5 separate regions of the Mus musculus genome follow, and regions 1, 2, 4 and 5 are each linked to region 3. The links are chromatin contacts, called in public HiChIP or PLAC-seq and promoter capture Hi-C maps. All regions are on one chromosome and are shown on one strand. The core of a region is the stretch at or near the end of the contact, and the rest is flanking DNA. Distances in the headings are between cores, read along the strand shown.

Region 1 (4,012 bases), core at 1,137-3,636, 530 kb after region 3:
CTCATTTTAACACCAAGTCTCCCTAGGTTGTTCACTAAGAACCAGGAACAACGAGGTACATACACCTATTGAGTGGTAATATAGCTTGGTTGTTTGAAAGGCTTTGAAGTCTTAGGTTTATCTCCTATTAGCTGGATGAGCAAGTCAAAAATCCCCAGTCTTGGAATCCCATCAAAATGAGGTCCAGGCTGTACCCATGGCACTGACCACCAGACAAAGAACTCACAGAAGCTGAGGAGGAAGCCAGCGCTACAATTGTGGTGTAACATTCCATTGTGCAGTTCAATCCTTACCCAGGGCTGATTCCATTCCTCCTTTTTCTGACTGTAGTCTGCCACATTGTTTTTCAAGTTCCTTCCCATAAACAAAACAGCAAGGAAAGCTAGGAGAGATTCTGAGGTAGCGGAGGACAGAGAAGGGAAAGACAATGATCTTATGGCTTGAGCAATAAACCCCATTTTAGTGGTAAAAGGTAAAAGAAGTTATTTCTTCTCCGACACTCACAGCTCTGCAGGCAGGCCGGGCTTCCTCCCTTTGGTCCTTTCTAGCACTAGAAGACTGATTCTAATCCCTAGCTTCAATGTTTCCATTAGGAGTCACTTCTCATCCATTCTCTGCCCTCTTCTGTCACTTATGTCCATGGAAGCTGGTTTTGAAGACTCAGCTCTGACAGGGATTATTGCAAAGTTAAGAGACTATTAAACCCAGAATGTAGGTATTTTTTTTAAAGAAAATCATAAAGTATGAAAACCAAGGAACACAAGGAGGGGGGGGGGCAACAAATGGCTTCGCGTTGTAAATTGGGTCACTCTCAGAGAGACGCCCTAGTGTTAATTTCTAACCATCATCCCTAGTATCACCATCACTGACTCTGGCCATCTTTTAAAAGGCGTGCCCCTTAATCTATTAAGTAGGCTCTCAGCAGTTCCAAAATAAACATGATAGCACGTTGTCTGCCCGTTGTCTGTTAAAAAAAGTTCATGTCTAGGAGGGATAAAGAACAACATGAGCTATTTAATTAGATACTTGTCATCAGTAATGAACAATAAGAAATCATCTGGAAAGTTCTTTGACGTAGTCACTTAGAAATGTTACCAACATTTCAGAAAAGTTGTCTGTAAAACTACCTATGTCAAGAGTGGCTCCAGAGTGTCCTGTGCACATTGCCTCCCGTCCTAAAATGTGTTGGCATGACTGACATTATTATAGCCACTTTATAGATGTAAAGGGCTCTCCAAGGCCACACAATACCAAATGTCTAAACTTTGCACAATACAGATTTACAAGTCATATCGCCCCCCTCCCCCCAGAATAGCAGAGGCACTAGAAGGAACTGAGGTGGACTTCATGGTATGCATCTTTCCTCAAGACAGAGTTTACCTGTGTCCATTGCTCTCAGAATGTAAGACATTAAATGTTAGTGTTACAGAAATCTGTCATTCACAGACACTAAGCTAATTAGAAAGAATCACAACTGTCAAAGAAGCTTGTGTGCATAAGCAAATAACCCACTATGTAGTTTTAGATATGGAGTCTAATTCCTAGACCATAGTTTATTCCACATTCAAGTGCTCAGAATGCTTGACTGCTGTGTGTGTGTGTGTGTGTGTGTGTAGCGTACTGACACATTTGTAGGTGATATATTTGTGCATAGCTAAGAGTATCATATGTGTGCAGTTAGGTTATATAAATAAAATCAGTTAGTGTTGAGAAAACTGAACCTCCATGATTATCAACTGCGCGTAAAATCTAATGGCAGCTGTAACTTATGTGCACCTCTAGGTCCTCTTTGCATTTTCCTTCTTGTGGTACTGGGAAAGAGGAGAGTTAGAAAAGAAACAGGAGCATTCCTCGGGCCCCACTTCCCTAAAACATGTTCCATCCAATCTCTCCAACTCTCTGGAATATCCTTTCTACCCCCACCCCATAGCCCTCCCAATGCAGTGCGGAAAGTCAGTGGGTAATTGGGTCCAGATTGGAGGTGTTTAAATATTCATGAGGCTGGCAGGGGACTGGGAGGGGGTGACTGTCTAGAAATGGGGGTAGGGGCTACGGGAAGTGATTAGTCACTGGAAGCTAGCAAACAATTCTGAGAAAGGGACCCAGGGAGAAGGAAGAAAAAGATTGGGTGGGGAGTGGAGGAAAGAGGAGAAGGAAGGAAGGAAAAGGAGAGAGGAAGGAAAGAGGAGGAAGGGACGAGAGGGAGAGAGAGGGGGAGAGAGGGAGAGAGAGAGAGAGAGAGAGAGAGAGAGAGAGAGAGAGAGAGAGAGAGAGAGAGAGAGAGAGAGAGAGAGAGAATGTGCGTGTGCGGTGAGCAATAGCTGTGGACCTTACAGTTGCTGCTAACTGCCCTGGTGTGTGTGAGGGAGAGAGAGAGAGAGAGGGAGAGGGAGGGAGAGGGAGGGAGGGAGGGAGAGCGCGCTAGCGCGAGAGAGCGAGTGAGCAAGCGAGCAGAAAAGAGGTGGAGAGGGGGGGAATAAGGAAGAGAGGAGGAAAGGAGAGAAGGCAGGAAGAAGGCAGGGGAAGATACCACCATGCTGTGCTGTATGAGAAGAACCAAACAGGTAGAGCTAAAGATTTCTTTTTTACTTCTTTGCTGTTGTGAAATTATCAGAGTACAGGGTTTCCTCGTGAAAGGCAGAAAAAAAAATTTTTTTTTTTAAAAAAAAACTGCTTCTGCCCTGGCATGATGCTCTGGCTTCCTTAGCATACGGTAACTGATGCTTGCATCCCGGCGTTATTCTTTTCTGCCTTTCATGATCTGGTTTTTGGAATGCTGCTACTAATTAGGGTAAGGGGAGAGAAATATGCCGGCTTGGCTAGAAATATGATTCCCCTCGCCTATTAGTAAGTGCTCAGCCGCTAGGTCTCTGGTTTTGAGGGTGTGGATGCAGAAAGGGGTGTGGGGACGATGTGGGCTCTATCTACGAGATCAAAAAAGCTAATCTTGATATTATTTGTGGAAAATTAGGTCTGGGGGAATTATAGTCACATTTCAACATTGCCTGTTCCGTGATTCAAATTTTCTCACATGTGCCGCGGAAGATACCTGATTTCGTGCTCGCGTGAGCTTCAAAGGGGCGCAGGTGTATGTGGGAAAACATGTGAAGGTTTTATTTATTTATTTAACGAATGAATGAAACTGATTTAGGAGATTTTTTATTTTTTAAAGAGAGCCTAAAGACAACAAGGGTTGGGGGAGAACTGCCTATGCCGAGGGGGAAAACCCCCTTCCTGAGATCAGGAACGGATTGTGTGCCAGCTGGTCCGGGAAGAGGATGGACCACGCCCCTAGGAGCTTTGAGCTGAGATGGGATGGGAAAGGGGAGCCGAGCCCGTATTACCTGTTGGAAACCGGGGCTTTTCTCTTTCCCCTCTTCCTGTGAGTCTTTGCTGGCATTAGCAGTGACCTGAGGTGTGTTAATATCCTGGAGGAGGGTGACTCGTGGTCCTCAGGATGAGGGACTGTCCAAGAGGAGCTAGAATCCCAATCCCCCACCTCCCCTCCCCCACCGCCTAGATTATTTTTTTCCATTTTATTTCAAATTGCTCACTTATTTCGTGAAAGACGTTTTAGAAACTTAATTGAGGTGAGGGTGCTTGGGATCCTGCAGTCATCCACAGCACAGGAACGCTCTCCAAATGTAGCCTTCAAACACCCCTAGGAGCATGTTTGAGTGATTTTTAGAGAAGGTTAAGAAAGAAAAAAATGGGTGTGGGGTTGGAATGAGTGTGTGTGCCTGTGTGTGAGTGTGCCCATGGCGGGGTGGGGTGGGATGGCAGTCGTGGTTGTAGACCCCCTCTGCAAACTGATTGCTGTAAGGGCGGGGTGCAAGACAGGGGTATTTGGCATTATTCTTGTGCAGGTATTGGAAATTGGACAATTTGTTAGACACTTTCTGAATCCAAAGGGGATGGGGGAGGGTACAGAGGAAACAGCCCTTCAGCCTGGCCACATGCAGCCAGCGCCCTGGAAGGAGGGGTGGGGGGTGGGGAAGAGGAAGGACTAGAA
Region 2 (3,921 bases), core at 891-3,390, 570 kb after region 3:
TGTACAATGAAAGTTACAAACCCCTGATGTAGATGGAAGAGCATTTTTGTTGCTCATTTGAAGCTGGGTTGGAAGAAAAATCATTTAATCTATTTAAACTTGAACTTTGTAACAGTGCAGTCTTCCATTTCCCAGGAAACAAAGGTATGTTAGTAGAAACGGCCTTGCGGTGAACAGCTTCTTAGAAAAGACAATTGTTAACCTTAAAACTTAAAACACCTCCCACACTATAATAACACAAGTGAAAATTTCTTCATCTGTCTGCAAAACTTCAAGTTCATCCAAAATGGAGCTGGAGAGCTGTCTATCTCTTATGGAAACTTATACCAATCAGGTTTAATAAACCTGATTATTTACAGGATCATGGGTACCGTACCAATGGCTATATCACCAAAGAATCTCTCTCTCTCTCTCTCTCTCTCTCTCTCTCTCTCTCTCTCATCCACCATTAATTCATATAAATCATCAGTTAGAGATGTGCTCCCATAAGTCCTTCCTCTGATCGTGACAGGGTCTTCATGTGTCTGATCTTATACCAGGAATCATAGCTACAGAGCATTCTAGATTGCAAAAGCCAGGTCCTGCCACAAGACAGAAGCCTTTATTTACATCTGATTTCATTGGAAAAGGGGTGTATGCATAAAACCACACACACGCACACACACACACACACACACACAGACACACACACACACACTCACACTCACACACCTCCTCTCTGAGCTATGTGTTATGTTAGCCAATTCAACAGTAGTGAGAAGGAAGGTTACAAACCTACTGTTTACCTGAAACCTTTGTGTCAGAATTCGATTCTCAAGAGCAACGTTATGGGAGAGAGGGTAGCTAAATGGCGTTTCAAGGGAACCTTCTTGCTGCCTGGTTAAATGGTAGAAGGAACTGTTGGGTGAGGAGACTGGATAGAGAGAAGAGTCAAATTAATAGGCACCTGAGAAAGAGCCACATTGAATTGTAAGTGCAGACGAGGAGAGTTGCTTAGGCATAAGGATACAGTTGTCATATGGTCATCTTCAGGCTTAAGAAAGAAACGTTAGGTAAAGGGCTTTTCAGCTACCAGCACTTACTACTGAGTGCTGTCTGATCCAGAACAGCCAGGGTACTGGGCAGTTCCCTGTGAGGAAGAGAGAAGAATCTAGATCACTTAGTGGGCTCAGTCACTACATCCATAAGTGTCCAAAGAGTGTTCCCTAAGGCCCACAGACCATCCTGGCATCGAACCCCTCCCTTTTTCTCCCATCATGCAATGTATCAGTCTTCAGGCTTTCCTTCCTGTAATTACCTTCGAAGTTGTGCCTTTGAATGTTATCTGGGTTAGGTGACTGCTCTCAGTCAGTTATTACCAAATTCTTCACTCCTATCACAGTTTATGTGTTTCGTATGTTTTGATCTTTTTTTTTTCTTTTCAATAACTCGGCCTAATAACAAAGACACTTTTCTAGAGGTACAGAAGTAACAGGCAGCACTGAGCTTAGAAAAACTGTGGACATTCTATGGACACTCAGATGAGAAATTAATTAAACACACTGCCTGATGGTTTGGATTCAGGGGCACCCTGAAGCTCACCCTCTTACCCTTGATATACAAAATCTGTATAAAATAAGGAACTGACAAGACCCCAGACTTTGGGGAGCAGAGGAGGGGGCTGAAACTAACTTGCTTTTTCCCTAAGCAACGCTGATTTTGACTGGCCTCTCTGCAGTTTCCGCTCTTTCTTGCACACACTGATTTTTGGCTTCCTTTCTGTGCTTTAGTTGATCTGCCCTACTCCCTACATTTTGACATCTGTTTCCTTTGGTCATCCCTACTTTGCACTTCATTCTCTGTCTTCCGCGATGGAACTGGCTCCTTCCGGGTGATCTCATCGCTTTGTTTCTCAGCCTCAGCATGCTCCTCTCTCTCTCTCTCTCTCTCTCTCTCTCTCTCTCTCTCTCTCTCTCTCTCTCTCTCTGTCTGTCTCTGTCTTGCTGTCTTTCAGAGCCCCCACCTCTCAGCTTGCCGGGGTGGGGAGTGGTGGTGGGGCTGAGGGCGTGGCTTGAGACCCCAGATCCTAAGGATGCCAGGGCGGAGCACAGACTGATCATTCGGATGCCCCACCCGCACAGCCCTAGTGTTCGCCCAGAGGTCTGCAACTAGTGGAGCCCCTCCTCCAATTCAGCAAGCATCTAGTCTTAATGCTCTCTCAGAGCGCTAGGGAATTCTTGTTTGGGAGGTAATTGCTTCTTGCATAGGCTTGTTTTGAAGAACAAAAGCTCGAGCCTCTGTCCCAGACCTCTCAGAAGAACAGTGAGGGCCAATGGGCTGGGCTCCTTTCTTAGTCTTCTTAAATCAACCAGCTTGCTCCTGCTGCTTATGCAGAGACCTGGGTGGGTTACACAGCAGGTGACAAAGAATGGGAAAAGCTAACTGGGTCAATTGGAAGTCTGTCTCCATTTTTTTTTCCCTGACTTGGAGGCTGCTAAGGGCACATTAGCATCCCTTAGGCTATGTTCACTGTTTCCTTCAGCGGGACAAGGGGAGACCATAGCAAAGGGCTGGATGGTTTCTTTACCTCAGCAGAATCAGACATTTGCAAACTAAGTAAGAATCATGGAAGATGTTACAAAAGAGAAAGCCAGCTAAGGCAAAACCAGGGACTCCATTTGAAAACAATGACCCTTCGGAATTATTAGTATTCATTTACATTTATTTAGGTTTCTTGAGTAACTGCACACAGTCCTCTCTCTCTCTCTCTCTCTCTCTCTCTCTCTCTCTCTCTCTCTCTCTCTCTCTCCAAACTTGGGAGGACAGTAAATGAAGCAGGTGGAAAGAAGTGAAATTACCATCCATGTGGCGAAATTTAGATACTGTGAGATTTCCTCTTGGCTTGGAAACACCTGGCACCAGGGTTGTTCATTCATCCAGTAACATGAATGAATCTCGGAGACTGGCAGTGGGATAGGGTGGTGTCGGGGGCTGTACGTGACATCACACTCACAAATGGAAGAATAGCGAGAAGCCTCCAGCTAGCTTCCATGGGTCCCTGCCTAGGAGGTGGCAGCTGTGCAAGGACCCAGGATCACACAGAAACTACTATGTGGAAAGATGACACTGGGCAGGCCAGCACACGTGCATGCGCGCACATACACACACACACACAATGTATATATATATATATATATATATATATATATATATACATACATACATATACACACACATATATAATGTGTATATGTGTATATATTTGCATATCTTCGTTATTTTTAGCCATCTGACTTTCTTCCTCCAACCAGCTTGTGATCATATTATTCACATATACTCACAGTGTGACTTTTTAAATGGTAACTTAGGTATTCCTTTAGAATCCTTTCCTCCCTTATCACAGAGGCTTTGGGGAAGCTGTGACTTTCTGCTGACTAATGAATGGTGTAGTGCCAGCCTTTAGGAAGAGCTGGTATCAGCATGTTATCGACTGGCGTTTACAGGATGTTAGTATCTATTTGACAATGAAATGATTCATTTGTCAATTCATAGGTACTATATATAGTAAAGGCACCCTCCACTGTAAGGAACCAAGCGTAGGACCATAGCTGCCAGCGGGATTTCCCTTTTCAGCTCGGTGATCTACTGGAAGTGGCTATTTATGATAATGCATATAAACAATTAAGCATATGTAATTATGATAAAATCAGTGACAGTAGAGGCCAAAGTCCAGGGAGGAGACCCCATCCATACTAGATTCTGCAATTAGATTACAAATCTCAGATGCTTCATTTTCTAGGGAAACAGAAAATCAGAAAAAATGCACATAATCATCTGCTGGTAGAGCTTTGATGCTTGGGGTGTTTGATTCATCAGATAGGTAGACTGAATCCACTGAAGTATAAGGACTTTCACAGGTCTCAGGCAGGTTGGGAGGGTCAA
Region 3 (3,836 bases), core at 278-2,777:
AGAAAATACCAAAGTGAGAAAAGTCCACTTTAGTAACATTCTGGTGTGTGTGTGTGTGTGTGTGTGTGTGTGTGTGTGTGTTTAAAAAATAGTAAATTTCACTGTCTAAAAAGGTAACATGTTCAACTTAAATCTGGGCCAATGATTCTGAGGACTATACCATCAGGTGCAGGCTTCCAAATGTTTTCCCATGCCATTCAGATTTCTGCTGGAGAACTGTCTTGCTTCTTCAGACCTGATTTGACCCGGTTCGGAGTAAGAGATCATCAGATTACCGAGCTAGGTAGCGTAGCTGTACGCCATATTGTGTTTTTCGCTAATGTTTATAGTCTGTGTGTGTGCCTAGCATATGCTTGTGCAAGTGTGTTTATCAATACAACTTTTACGAAATCCCTGCCTCCTGCCTCTTCTGCATCCTTAGGAAGGGGAGGGGCTGAAGGGGGACACTGAGAGCCCCCCACACAGGGAAAAGCATTAAAACAATTAGAGGACCACATTTGAATGAACTTCAAAACCATACTCCTGTATTTGGGGATGGGGTAGGTTTTGTTATTTTGTTTTGTTTTGTTTTATGTCTCAAGGTATGAGAGAGCGTTAACTTTTTTTTTTTTTTTTAATGTTTCGGAAGGGGCCCAAAGGCTAAAGAGAGGAGGACAGGGTTCAATCCTTGCCAAGCCCCCCTGTCTACGGGTGAGAGCAAGGCAGGCTGGGCTACGCGCCCAAGCCCGGGTTCTCCGAAGCCAGTTCTCTGCGCGGGAGGAAAGCGACTGGGAGGGCGGAGGGAGGGAGAGGAGAGGGGCGGGAGCCGGCGCCGCCAACAGCTCCGGAGCCCCGGCCGGTGCCCCTCAGCTCCTCTTCTGGGAAGCCGCGACTCCAGAAGCGGGGAGGAGAGACTAGACGCAGTGGCAACGACCGGACGCCCCGCCCGGGCCAGCGGCGGACCCTCCCCGCAGGGTCGCGCGAGGCCGCCGGGCGGGCGCGAGGAGGGGCGGCGGGAGGGCGCGCGGGGCGGGGCGGGGCAGAAGCCCCGGGCTGCGGCTCGGAACTCGCGCCACGGCCCCACCCCGCCCCCTCCTCGGCGGCCCGTCACCCCCGACTCCCCGCGACTCGTAGACGCCCGGCCGCGCTCCGCACGCACACACCCCTCCCTCCCGCCCGCCCCACAACAAATTAGAGTTTTTGGCGTTACCTCCTCGCGCTCTTTAATCTTCTTTCCTCAACTCCTAAACTTCCCCCCGCCCCTACTTCTTCGGCAGAAGGCCCACATTGGGCGCCCGAAGCCGCGAACCTCTACCTTGTCCTACTATTGGGCGGCTCGCATGCCACTCGCTGCTTCAGCTGACCAATAGCGTTTGGACAGCCCTCGTGAGGTTGCCGCCCATAAACAAAATGCACTCTTCCTCCTCCCCTCCGCGGCTCCTCCCCTAACTGCCCCTTCTCTCATCTCTGTCATCTTTGATTGGCCTAGGAGACACCCAATCCGCTATCTCAAGCATCAACTGGTGAGCGGAAACTTCACTCAGAGCAGTTTTAACAGTCTATTGGTCAATGTTCTCAACTCTTCCCGCCCACCAGCGCCCTGTGTAGAGAGGCCAGCTGTCTCTGGTTATTCAGTGATCCAAGAGCTGGGAAACTATTGGTCGACAGAGGCCGTCAGACCGGACTGTAGTGATCGGTGATTGGTCAGTATAGGCACGATCAAGTTTGGTTGTTTACTCCTCCACTTCCCCACCCTCCTTTTCATCCACGTCCCCGCCCCCTCCTGACTGCTTTTACTTTCTACGCATTTCTATTTCCTCCTTTATTTATTTATTTGTGATAAACTTAAATGACCCGAGGATAGAGGCGGGACTCCAAGAGGGGCTAGAGGATGACGGGCGGCGGCCCGGGGCCAATTGTCGCGGGGACTGCGGGGTGAGGGGCAGCGGCGGCGGCCAGTGAGAAGCAGGTGTCTGCCGCGCGCCGCCTATGGAGCCGGGATGCCCCAGCGGAGGCGGCGGTTACCCGCTGTCTGGCTCGCCCAGAGGGGGAGGGGAGGGAAGGGGTTCAGTGCAGGGAGGAGGGGTGTCGTGGTCACGGGCAGTGGATGTCCTAGCGAGCAGGATCCTGGCGGTGGGAGGGACCGCTGGGCGGGAGGCGACCTGAGGCCCAGGGAGACAGAGAGGCGGGAGCAGTTTTAGGACTCCCAGGGAATGTGTTTCTACAGAAAAATACCGTGTAAAACCGTCTGCAGAGAGCCGCCCTTAATATCAATGAGGATTTATTATCCTACCGGAAAAAGCAGATTATGTTTCTTATTACTAAACGCCTGAAGTACTGACGACCCAACTGAAGCCCACAAAATTCAATATCCTGGGAGCTAGAAGGAATAAAGCAACACGGAAAATTAAATGCAGTTCAGATGCTTCAATAAAACCTTCATCTTCATCCATTTGTCACTCAGCATAGTACTCCCCAGAGCCAAATTCTAACAAATACTGGTCAGGCAAGGGCGGGGTGGAGGAGGAAGGGGGTGAGGCCTGAGGCCAGCAGGAAGCCAAGGATAGATTCCTGAAAAGAATTCCTTAAAAGGACTAAGATGGAAAAAAGAATGGCTTTTCACTCTACAAAGAAAAAGAATTCCTGCCAAAATAAGAACTAATACTTTTTAAGGAGCTTAATTTGTCACGAAAGGGATTTGTCAGAAACACCAACCATACAAAGAAACTGTATTTGTAGTATTGGTTATTAATACAGAAAATAATCTTATAGATTATAGACTTGAAAAATAGATTCTGGTAGACTTGAAGTAAGTTTAAGCCTGGATTTCACGTAGGTTTCCTTGACACACACTAAATACTTTGAACACCAAATGTTTGCTTTGACTAAGTAGAAGTCTGGCAGACCATAAGCAAAACAAAATTAGCCCTGACTTAAAAAAAAAAAATAGCACAAGGCCTTGACTTCATTAGTACATTAGGGCCTTTCTGAAGATTATGGGTGTGGCTATCAGAATCTAGAAATTGCTTAAAATATAAGAGAACTGAAGGATGTTCAAAGTAAAAAGTGCTACCGAGTGTGGATTTAAATTTGTGTATAAACTCTAAGTAAAAGTTTTACAGGAAATAGTCTGTGCAGAACAATCAGCTTCACGTGAGAAAATTAAGTAAAATTTAACAAAAGTGGGCAACTACTTAACCCCATAACTTTAAGAAGAAATGACTACTTCAAATTCTTATCATTTCTCATAAATTTTTAAAGATACTTTGCAGTGTTTTGTAAATGTGAGGATTATGATGAGGAATCATAAGGGCAACTATGTAAAATATATAACAGTGACAAGGTGAGGCCTTGGGTGTTACTACCTGTATTTTTTACTGTCCAATTCTGCTGTTAAAAGGCGTTGAGCTCTAAGGAATATCTCAGTGTTCATGTTTACATTGCATGGCTACCCTGACTACTGTGGGTTTTTGTTTCTCCCAGACAGAGACACCCCAGACATGTATTAAGAATGCCCTAATTGTGGGGCATGAGATATTTGCTCCTTACCATTTAAGAGAACTGGAGAGTGCCTGTTGGTGAGCTGGTGCGGCAGTTCAGTGGGTGAAGGGGATGATGCCAGGCCTGGTGATCTGAGTTTGATTCCCCATAACCCACCTGGTAGAAGGGAAGGACCAACTGCCCCAAGTTTTCCTCTAACCTCTAAACTTGCATCATGTACCTACACAAACACAAAATTAAATGAATGAATAAACATTTTTAAATTGTGTCCAAAAAGGTTAAGAAATTAAAGAAAAAAAAAGTTGATCAAAAATAAAAGATTAGCAGTTGCCTAGAAAAGGTTTATAAAAATGTCT
Region 4 (3,987 bases), core at 343-2,842, 560 kb before region 3:
CCTACAGTTCTTCTCTGCTTTAATAAATGCAATATCCAGCTAAGTAAACTGCCACGCATGGCAGATCCCTTTATCTCTGAGACTGCATGGCATTTTCAGATGAGAGAGGAACACTACTGTTATGGAGCTTATATGAAACCTACGATGACTCTACAGCCCTACATCTACACAAAGGGGTGGGGCTGGAACGGGCTCCTCCGTTGCCACTCCCTTCTCATTCTGTAACACCCGTATGTACTTAATTGTCTGCCATCCTAAATCCTACCCAAGAGGCCAGTTCTGGTCCTTAGGCAATTGTTGACTATTCCAAAGACCTTTTACCTTTCTCTTGGGCATGCAGGAAACCTCCTTTCCCCAGGCTTCCATGAAAACAGAGCCTCGTGACCACATTCTGGCCAATGGAATCCTGGTGGAATGATACATACTGCTCTGAGTCTGGCTCAGAAAAACTTTTCTCTGTTGTTTTCGTTTTCTCTAGTCTTCTGTCTGGATGTAATACTCAAGGTTACTCTAAAAGCCATGTCCAAGAGATGATGGAGTCTCTGCCAACCTGAATCCATGATTAGTTTTGCATGAGCAAAACAGAAAGTTCTATTATGTTAATCCACTAAGCCTTGCAGGTTTATGTATTAGAGAATCTAATATTACCTGAAGTAAGAGCCCTCCTAAACCAGACACACTGGTTCTATTCCAAGAGACCATTTATGTCTCACAATGATTTCTATCATGTTTTTTTTTTTTACTTATATGCAAGAGCTTTGTGTGCAATAAATGCATTTTATTCATTCTCTCCAAACTGTAGTTATTTCAATGATTTCAAAATAGAACATAACTAGTTCAGAAATTACAGAAGGTAATAGAAATAGTTTTGATTAAAGAGTACCATAGCTATTTGTCTTACTCTATATAAGTAGAGGATAATATTATTTTTACACTTATTTTTGGTTTGAAAATACACTGTGGTCACTAAAGCAACTTAATATATTTTGTATACTGTTTCCTAACAATTTATCTTTAAAGTACACACAGAATTATTTCTAAAAATTAGGACAATAGCAAGTGAAAGAACATTAATTGAAAAAGGTAAGAACTATGAGTGTACATAAAAAAGGGGTGCTTTTAGGGCAAGGCTTTTGGATCCCTTGCTGTGCACGCGTGCACCCCACCCCCACTAATTAAACATTAAAAAATGGCAAGTATTTTAGTAAAACAGGCTTCTACCACCTATGAGATTCCAGCTCCACATTCAAGCAGAACAGTGCTCTTTGGGCATGCTGTGTCAGTGCGGGCGTTCTCCTTGCTGAAGGTGGCTATTTCTAGTTTCAGTTTGATTCAAGCTTACCAGTGCTGTGCCTGAGGCAGTTAACCTTCGGTTCCTTATCAACAGTGGCTGATTTTTTTGTTTTTGCCTTCTCTCTTGGATCCTTTCTTGTCTTCTCTTTGGCTCTTCTATCCTCTCTGCTTCCCAAGTACTGAAATGTTCTAGTTCTATTCCCAGGAGTTTTCCCTTTAAGCTTCTGCTTGGGTCACCCTGTCCATTCTCAGGACTTACCATGTGGTCAAAGGCAGCTACTCTATCCAAGACCTTGCTGCAGAGCTTGAGCTCTGCAGGACCTGTGGCATCTTGAGTAGTCCAGGACATCCTTAGCATCTGACAGTCACCTTAAGGGCAAGTTCCAAAGCAATACAATCTCTGCCCTTCCGGAGCACATCACTCTTCCTTCCCTATGTTTTCTTTTCCCTGAGGATGACATCAACTTAGAAGTAGTACTTGGAAGCACATTACTGTGCTAGACACAAGTTAGCGTCATCTGGAAAAAAGAAACTGATAAGTGTCCCATCAGACTGGGCTGTAAGTGAGTCTGTGGAACATTTTCTTGCTTAGTGTTTGATGTGGGAGGGCCCAGTTGACTGTGAGTGGTCCACTCCTGGGATGATGGTCTTGGTTTATAGCAAAGTAAGCTGTGTGACCAGTGGATAACAAGCCATTAACCAGCACTCCTTCATGGTCTGTGCTTGTACTAACCCCTTGGTTTCTCTCAATGATGGATTTGGATCGGGATATGTTTGTTTACAGTATGCTATCACAGCAATAGGACACATAGTAGGATAGTTAGTTTCTCTGCTGTGTCTCTTACTGGAACCAGCCATAAAACCCTAGTTTTATAGTGTTTTTGAGATGTTTAGTCTAAGCTTAAGGATTAGGGAAGTGGGAGACAAATTAAAAATAGGATTCTTAAACCCTATGTCAAATATCTACTATTCTGAATTTCTTGCACAGACTATGTTTTTAAAAAAAGACCACAAGTACAGAATATAATGAAAAAAGTTTTTCATATCATTTTATGATGCCAGCATTCCATTAAAGCCTGCACAGAACCTTAACATCAGTTGTAAGATGGTATGTAAGGTGTGTAAGACTCTTAGACCAGTCTCTCATATTTGAAACACATGCTCTTCACCCTAATTCTCATTATCTGAAACCAAAGCAAGCAATGACAAGGAAGGAGTTTTATGAGGTAAATGGAGCTGTGCTCACTGATGGCCCTTTAGTAACCTTTGTGAACTGGAGTTTTAAAAGATGTCTTTATTGTGCATACCTCATGAAATTCTAGGGTTGTGGGTATTGCTCATTTTGGAACAAAATGGAACATTTTGGAACTATGGGCTCACACTTAAGTAATATATTTTTCTTTGATGTACAAATGAGGCTGCCCCTATTTAATAATTTGTTTTGGTTTCTTAAAATTTACTCTTCAGTGTTTTCCACAATTCTTCAACATTAGAAAAAAAACCCACTGTAGCAACCAGGTCCCTTCTTTTTTTCTAACTGTGATATATTTATCATCTATTACACAGACCTCCTCTGTTGCTTCTTCCCTATATACCACCAGCTCTAACATCTTAAATTTTCATTTGACATACTGCTTACTTAAATTATTTCATGTGTGTTCCCATCCATGGAAATTCATTTTTGTGTGACATAAATCCCTACCCTATTCTATTTCACAGTAATAAAACTTTATACGGAATTGCCAGAGAGATAGGTAACCAACCACGCAGTTTAAATTAAGTGCAAGATACACATGTTTGAATATTCTGCTTTCTGTTTTAGATGTGTAGAGACAGGTCCTGCTTGTATTTGAGCATCCTGTCATCTTTTTCAAACTGGTACTCTTGCTTAAACCTAGGAACAATTTTCTCACTTTGAGTCAAAAGTAACGTCTGCTATGCACAAAAGGCACAGTTATGAAATAATATGTGTGTTAAGTAAATCTCCTCTAAACAATAATTACAGTCAGTGCAGTCTCAAAGAGGCTGCCTCATGACTTGAGCACATGCCAGAGATAGAGCCCCATCTTGCACGGTGTGTCCTCATCCACGCTGTCCCTCTGCACCTTTAACGCTTTCTTTCCCTTGGCCAAGTTAACCTTTGCTAGTTGCCATAGCCATGGTAAATACCCTGTTTATTGGATTTTATTAGCATTTTAAATTTTGACATTTGGAAAGGCACAATCCTCCTTTTTCATTCTGTCATTTCTTAATGTACAAGTGTCCAGGCTCTTTCCAATTTTAAGTTTCTCTCGCTTAGCTTCAGAAGATTGTAATTTTGGAAAGTTGCAATTATTCTGCTAGTCCATAGCCAGAACGTATCAATTCTTATAACAAAATTTTGGTAAGAGGCAGTATTCATACAATTTAAGCATCAGCGTTTTAGTTCCATAGTGTCTTGCATATTTTAGTGAAATGAAGTTTGGTCTGAATCACCCAGTTAATGAGGTGGATATTCCACTTTTTTTTTTTTTTTGGTGACACAGAGGTAATAATGTTCAATTTTATAAAGCACTGTGGAGTTTCCCAAGTACTTCCATGAACACAACACTTATTTGACTTTCAGCATGTGCTATGGTATAAGCAGCATCCTTTGTGTAGACACTGAAACAGGTTCACAGGCACTCACTTTAATGTCAGCTGCAAGGCCAGAAC
Region 5 (4,275 bases), core at 767-3,266, 630 kb before region 3:
GTTCAGACTAGCACATCTTTGCTCTGTAAGCACTGAGCTGCTAGCATTTTACTGGCAAATTCGCGGATCCCTAAATTTATGCACAATAGATGCCCTTAAATCTGCAAATCTTCTGTTTCAGGCAAATTCCTCCTTGAGTTAAAAAATTTCCCCATTTACTCTGCTAGTAATAAGCCAGAAAGTTAAGGCAGGCAACTCATACAGGAAAGAAAAGTTGAATAGTACTTACCCTAAGTACAGTGTGCAAGCCTTAGAGGGCAATTCACTTTTTCTCTAGGATAGTTAGAAGGGTATCCAGGTCTGAGCTCAGCTCCTGCCCCTTTCCCTTCTGGAAAACTGAGGAGACTCACTGAAGGTGCCTCAGAGAAGAATCCCACAAACCGACAGCCTTACCTGTGGCCATTCAGAAGATTGCATTGGTGTGTATTTAAAACTATGAATAAAGTCAGAGACAGCGCATGCTCAGCAGGCAATTTAAAAATATTTATAACATTGTTGTCTCGAAAACAAATTTCCTCAAACAAAGCAAAACTCACATTTCTTACCCATGCCAAGTTTAACGTTCTGAGACAGAGCTGTTTTGGAGTTTTCCGTTGGGGGAAAAAGGTTTCTAAAAAAAATTTTTTTTTTGAGCTGAAAGAGAATAGTTCTCCCTTCCCTTTTGGGTACTCTTAAAGGGGTGGAATAAATTTCTCTTCAAGTTTCAACAAAACTCACAATTGGTTATAAAAAAAAAAGACATTGCACATTAAAGGTCCATGAAAAATAATTTCAGAACAAGTAACAAGAAGCTAAAATCTACAGGTCTGAAGGATGTAGCGGTCACCTGAGTCTTTAAGGCAGTCTTGTGTGTTGTAACACAAAAACATACACATACAATCAGAATCTAGTATGTTCAGTATGGCAAGAATAATGTATAGACCACTTTAGGCATATCGAGAGAAGTTATGCTTTTTTTTTTTCTAACTAAAATCTGAACTCTCCAAAACTAAAAAAATACATGAAATTATAGGGTAAATTCAGCAAGAATTGTCAGTATAATTGCACAGCAAGCATGGAAAGATAGCTGATCACATATTGGTCAGCTAAATTTTGAGATACATAAAATAAAAATTCGATTGAGTTAAGGTTTTAAAAGTACTAATTGCAGCAAAACTGCTCGTCTTTCTCCAGTTTGGGATTTTCTCTCTCCCTGCCTTGAATACCCTAAATACCCCATCTACCACCTATCACCAAACCCTGACCGAGCAGCGCACAGATCTCAAAGACCTTATTTAAATCTCTTACTTAATCTTAAGTCTCTGAATAGATTGCAACTCCTGCTCCACTTTCCAGTGGTGCTCAGCTGGCCTCACAAAAGCGCCACGGACATATCCTTAACTATCTCTGATGTTTTCAAGCTCAACAGAGGGTGCCAAAAAGAAAAGAAAAAAAAAATCAAAGATCGGAAAAAAAAGTTTATTAAAGTGAAAGCAGGAGCCCAGATTTGAAGAAGTTGCCTCTACTTTTATTTCCCTCACAACTCCGCACAGGTGTTTCCTACCTCACGCTGCTGTGCACGCTGCTGAGGAGGAGGGGTAAGTGAGGGTGGGGGAGTGGGCCAAGGTCTGACCAGCAGGCATCAGGAGCTGCAGCCTCCTGGGTTAATGGATGTGTTTAAAAATGGACCCCAAGCCCCCAAAAGCCTGGAATGAGGTTTCTTTTTGGCAAATGATTAAACCACTATACTGAAATAATTAAAGCTTTGTCCTTAAATAAAGCATCCGATCAACAGAACAAAAACAAAGATAAAAACTGCACACACATATGCATGCGTGCACACACTCTGACACACAGATACACAAAACTAGCGGGTGAAGGGAGAAGGAAATTAAATAAAAGAAAACAAACAGAGTCCTAACAGGCCATTCTCCAAAAAGAAATCTAAATAAAAAGTCATATGATATCTGATAGTGCAGGACACGTCGCCAAGAACCAGAGCGGATTGCCTCCAGGAAGAAAGGGCCAGTGTATTCCAGCTCAAAGAGCGTTTCTTTCTTCCTCCTCTATGTTCCCCTTTCTCCTCGACTGTTGAGTGTGTTACTCTCAGGTCAGACCTACGAAGAATCCCAGAATGACAGCTATCACCTCTCACTGTACTCTCCCAGCACAGCTAGCTGACGGGGCTGCCTGACTTGGGGGGGGGGGTACTGCTGCATTCAGCAACAGCCTCTTCCTCTTCCAGTCCTCCCTCTGTCCCTCTCAGAAAATCCTCTGGCCACCCCAAACAGCAGACAGGGAGAGAGATGAAGGGTGAGGAGAGGACACTCACACACACAAACCAAATATGCAGGTACAACAGCTGCAGTAACAAAAGGATTCAGGAGAGGGGAAAAAAAGAGAAGAAAAGAAAAAGAAACCAAGCAAAGTATGTGTGGGGGCTGGGGTGGGGAGCAAGGGCAGAAAAAAATCCCCAAGCCTCTTGCCTTTAAGCTAAAACTTTTTAAAGACTTAGTTTCTTTTATTTTTGGTGAGTGACTTTCATTTTAGGATCGTTTACAAATTCTACAAAAATATAGACTTTTGAGTGGAATTCAAGAATTTCCCGCAAGAAAACATGCAACTGTGACAAGTGACCGGCCCTAGAAATTTTGGATTTGCCCAGACTTCCCTTACTTCTAGTATCTTCCCATGAGGTCAAGTACTAGCTTGGCCACCCAGTGCCAGGCTTAATTTGAGGGTCATTACTGAAGGAGCACACACATAGACGGGTTCCCGAAAAGACCCCTTGTTATCAAGTTACTTCAAACACAAGGCATTCAGCCCTCCCAGCCAGGAGGGCTGACTAGTGAGGCGTTGCCCTCTGCCCCATAAGCACTGTGCCCTTTAGAAACACAGATAGACGTACAGTTCATACACATGGGAAAATATATGTACCTCTAGTTTTTCTTATAGTGTCCGGCCCCAGGGATAATGAATGAGTTTTATTTTTCCATAAATGGGAGGAAGAGGAGGAGAGAGTTTCTGACTCGTGGACAACTGTTGTAGTTGTTTCCCTCTGAGCCACACTTAGGTGCTCAGCCTAGTCTGCATTTTCAGGGTTTTGTGGTGGCGCTTGTAGCTATTTCCCCTCTGCTCAGTTTAGTGTCCATTATGTACCTCAAATGATTACCAAACGACACTCAAAATATAAACACATTAAGAGCAGAACTTTCAGAAAGAAAGCATTTCCCTGGGATTATAAGTTAAGGATATTAGTATAAAAATATAAAATGTACAGCATGTATTAAAAGATAAACTGTTTACTATACTTTGCTCATACAGTTCCCGTCCTGATTTCTCTTTTCTTTTGTTAGAGGATTAATTTGAAAGTGATAAGCATTCTAGAATGTTTACTACAAACACAAATTCATAGTGGAAATACATACGCATAGGCAAAACATCAAACAGAATACAAAGCTACATGGCAATCAGAATTGTTGAGAAAACCTCCGTCTAGACTACATTTTGCTTGAACTAATATATCATAGATGGGACAAGTAATGTCTCTGGGAGTTTGGTAATTTATATCATAGAAACAAAATATAAACACCTACTCCCTTACTACCTCTCCTTTATAACTGACAAGTGACACAGAGATGCCCTTTACACAGATGGATGCAAAAACTTGGGAGATCAAATGAGCTGATGTACCCCACTGGTATTTTGGGAGCTCCAATTCCATAATTAACTTTTTACCCAAAAAAGTGGCAAAAGTAGAGGATGTTCTTGCCCCTAAATCAATTATTTGATGGACTCTCATTCTTTCTTCCACAAGATTTCAGGGACACAAAAATGGAACAGACATGCTAAGGGAAGATGCACCCTGAGCAACTTTTGCAGTGAGTAGGGAAAGAACAGCAAAGCGGGCAGAGGAGCAGTTGAATTTAGAAAGACTAGAGGAGGAGAAAAGAGCAACACAGCCAACTTAATTAGTCATTCCTTTTAATTTTTCATGTATATATGTAGGGGTGATGGAGAGAAAAGATAACTAGCTTTCTTTTGAATGTCTTTGTGTTTTTATAGAGTAATGTTCTGTTCCTGACTCTTTCTTTTTTAGGCAAAAAAACTAATAAAAATAGAAAAACATATATCAGACATTAAGCCCCCCCTTCCCTTTGTAAAGAACTCTTTGTTCTCCAGTGAAAATGCTGAAAAATCCCCGGGCAGCTACTCCCTGAAACAAGTGCAAAACACTTAGAGGCTTTTGGGCTGGCTGGGAGCCAGGAACCCTCCCGCTGTCTGGTTAGAAGAGGA

The links. Promoter capture Hi-C pulls out the DNA fragments that hold promoters and counts their contacts. HiChIP or PLAC-seq counts read pairs in DNA pulled down with a chosen protein or histone mark.
Region 1: an H3K27ac HiChIP or PLAC-seq map of stem cell-derived epiblast-like cells shows a contact between it and region 3, with 8 times the contacts expected there. The contact joins the promoter of Gap43 here to the promoter of 4932412D23Rik in region 3. A contact is called at or near these places in 9 of 39 promoter capture datasets (cranial neural crest, embryonic stem cells, frontonasal cranial neural crest and 5 more), 2 of 484 Hi-C or Micro-C datasets (the N1E-115 cell line and embryonic fibroblasts), 12 of 115 datasets of contacts at active chromatin or transcription factors (embryonic hindbrain, embryonic midbrain, embryonic stem cells and 5 more) and 1 of 9 other capture datasets (embryonic stem cells).
Region 2: a contact with region 3 is called in an H3K27ac HiChIP or PLAC-seq map of stem cell-derived epiblast-like cells, with 8 times the contacts expected there. The contact joins the enhancer-like site here to the promoter of 4932412D23Rik in region 3. A contact is called at or near these places in 16 of 39 promoter capture datasets (the 3T3-L1 cell line, 3T3-L1-derived adipocytes, cranial neural crest and 8 more), 4 of 484 Hi-C or Micro-C datasets (all in embryonic stem cells) and 22 of 115 datasets of contacts at active chromatin or transcription factors (craniofacial prominence, differentiating embryonic stem cells, embryonic basal ganglia and 11 more).
Region 4: a contact with region 3 is called in a promoter capture Hi-C map of liver, with 5 times the contacts expected there. The contact joins the enhancer-like site here to the promoter of 4932412D23Rik in region 3. A contact is called at or near these places in 7 of 39 promoter capture datasets (the 3T3-L1 cell line, 3T3-L1-derived adipocytes, liver and 2 more), 2 of 115 datasets of contacts at active chromatin or transcription factors (acute myeloid leukemia and embryonic basal ganglia) and 1 of 9 other capture datasets (liver).
Region 5: an H3K4me3 HiChIP or PLAC-seq map of embryonic forebrain shows a contact between it and region 3, with 6 times the contacts expected there. The contact joins the enhancer-like site here to the promoter of 4932412D23Rik in region 3. A contact is called at or near these places in 5 of 39 promoter capture datasets (the 3T3-L1 cell line, hippocampal neurons, liver and 1 more), 7 of 484 Hi-C or Micro-C datasets (cerebral cortex, forebrain, muscle stem cells and 1 more), 13 of 115 datasets of contacts at active chromatin or transcription factors (the NIH/3T3 cell line, SST interneurons, bone marrow-derived macrophages and 10 more) and 1 of 9 other capture datasets (adipose tissue).

The regions. Positions count from the first base shown.
Region 1 is chr16:42,339,025-42,343,036 of GRCm38.p6, reverse strand. It overlaps Gap43 (growth associated protein 43), which reads left to right and starts at 2,386. Exons shown (of 3, transcript NM_008083.2): 1 at 2,386-2,564. The coding sequence starts at 2,535.
Region 2 is chr16:42,304,415-42,308,335 of GRCm38.p6, reverse strand. All of the region lies in intron 1 of Gap43 (growth associated protein 43), which reads left to right. Among named protein-coding and RNA genes, the nearest start is that of Mir6540, 2.9 kb to the right of the region's middle. Within about 2 kb of position 2,140, at least 132 of the 459 cell types and tissues checked have an H3K27ac peak or open chromatin away from gene starts, as enhancers often do. A contact at or near this core is called in craniofacial prominence, differentiating embryonic stem cells, embryonic basal ganglia and 8 more, where this site is marked.
Region 3 is chr16:42,873,278-42,877,113 of GRCm38.p6, reverse strand. 4932412D23Rik (RIKEN cDNA 4932412D23 gene) reads left to right here and starts at 1,527. Exons shown (of 4, transcript NR_040521.1): 1 at 1,527-1,682. It also overlaps a transcript of Zbtb20 not described here.
Region 4 is chr16:43,429,571-43,433,557 of GRCm38.p6, reverse strand. All of the region lies in intron 4 of Zbtb20 (zinc finger and BTB domain containing 20), which reads right to left. Among named protein-coding and RNA genes, the nearest start is that of Gm15713, 11 kb to the right of the region's middle. Within about 2 kb of position 1,592, at least 16 of the 459 cell types and tissues checked have an H3K27ac peak or open chromatin away from gene starts, as enhancers often do. A contact at or near this core is called in liver, where this site is marked.
Region 5 is chr16:43,504,277-43,508,551 of GRCm38.p6, reverse strand. All of the region lies in intron 5 of Zbtb20 (zinc finger and BTB domain containing 20), which reads right to left. Among named protein-coding and RNA genes, the nearest start is that of Gm15713, 86 kb to the right of the region's middle. Within about 2 kb of position 2,016, at least 90 of the 459 cell types and tissues checked have an H3K27ac peak or open chromatin away from gene starts, as enhancers often do. A contact at or near this core is called in adipose tissue, cerebral cortex, embryonic forebrain and 7 more, where this site is marked.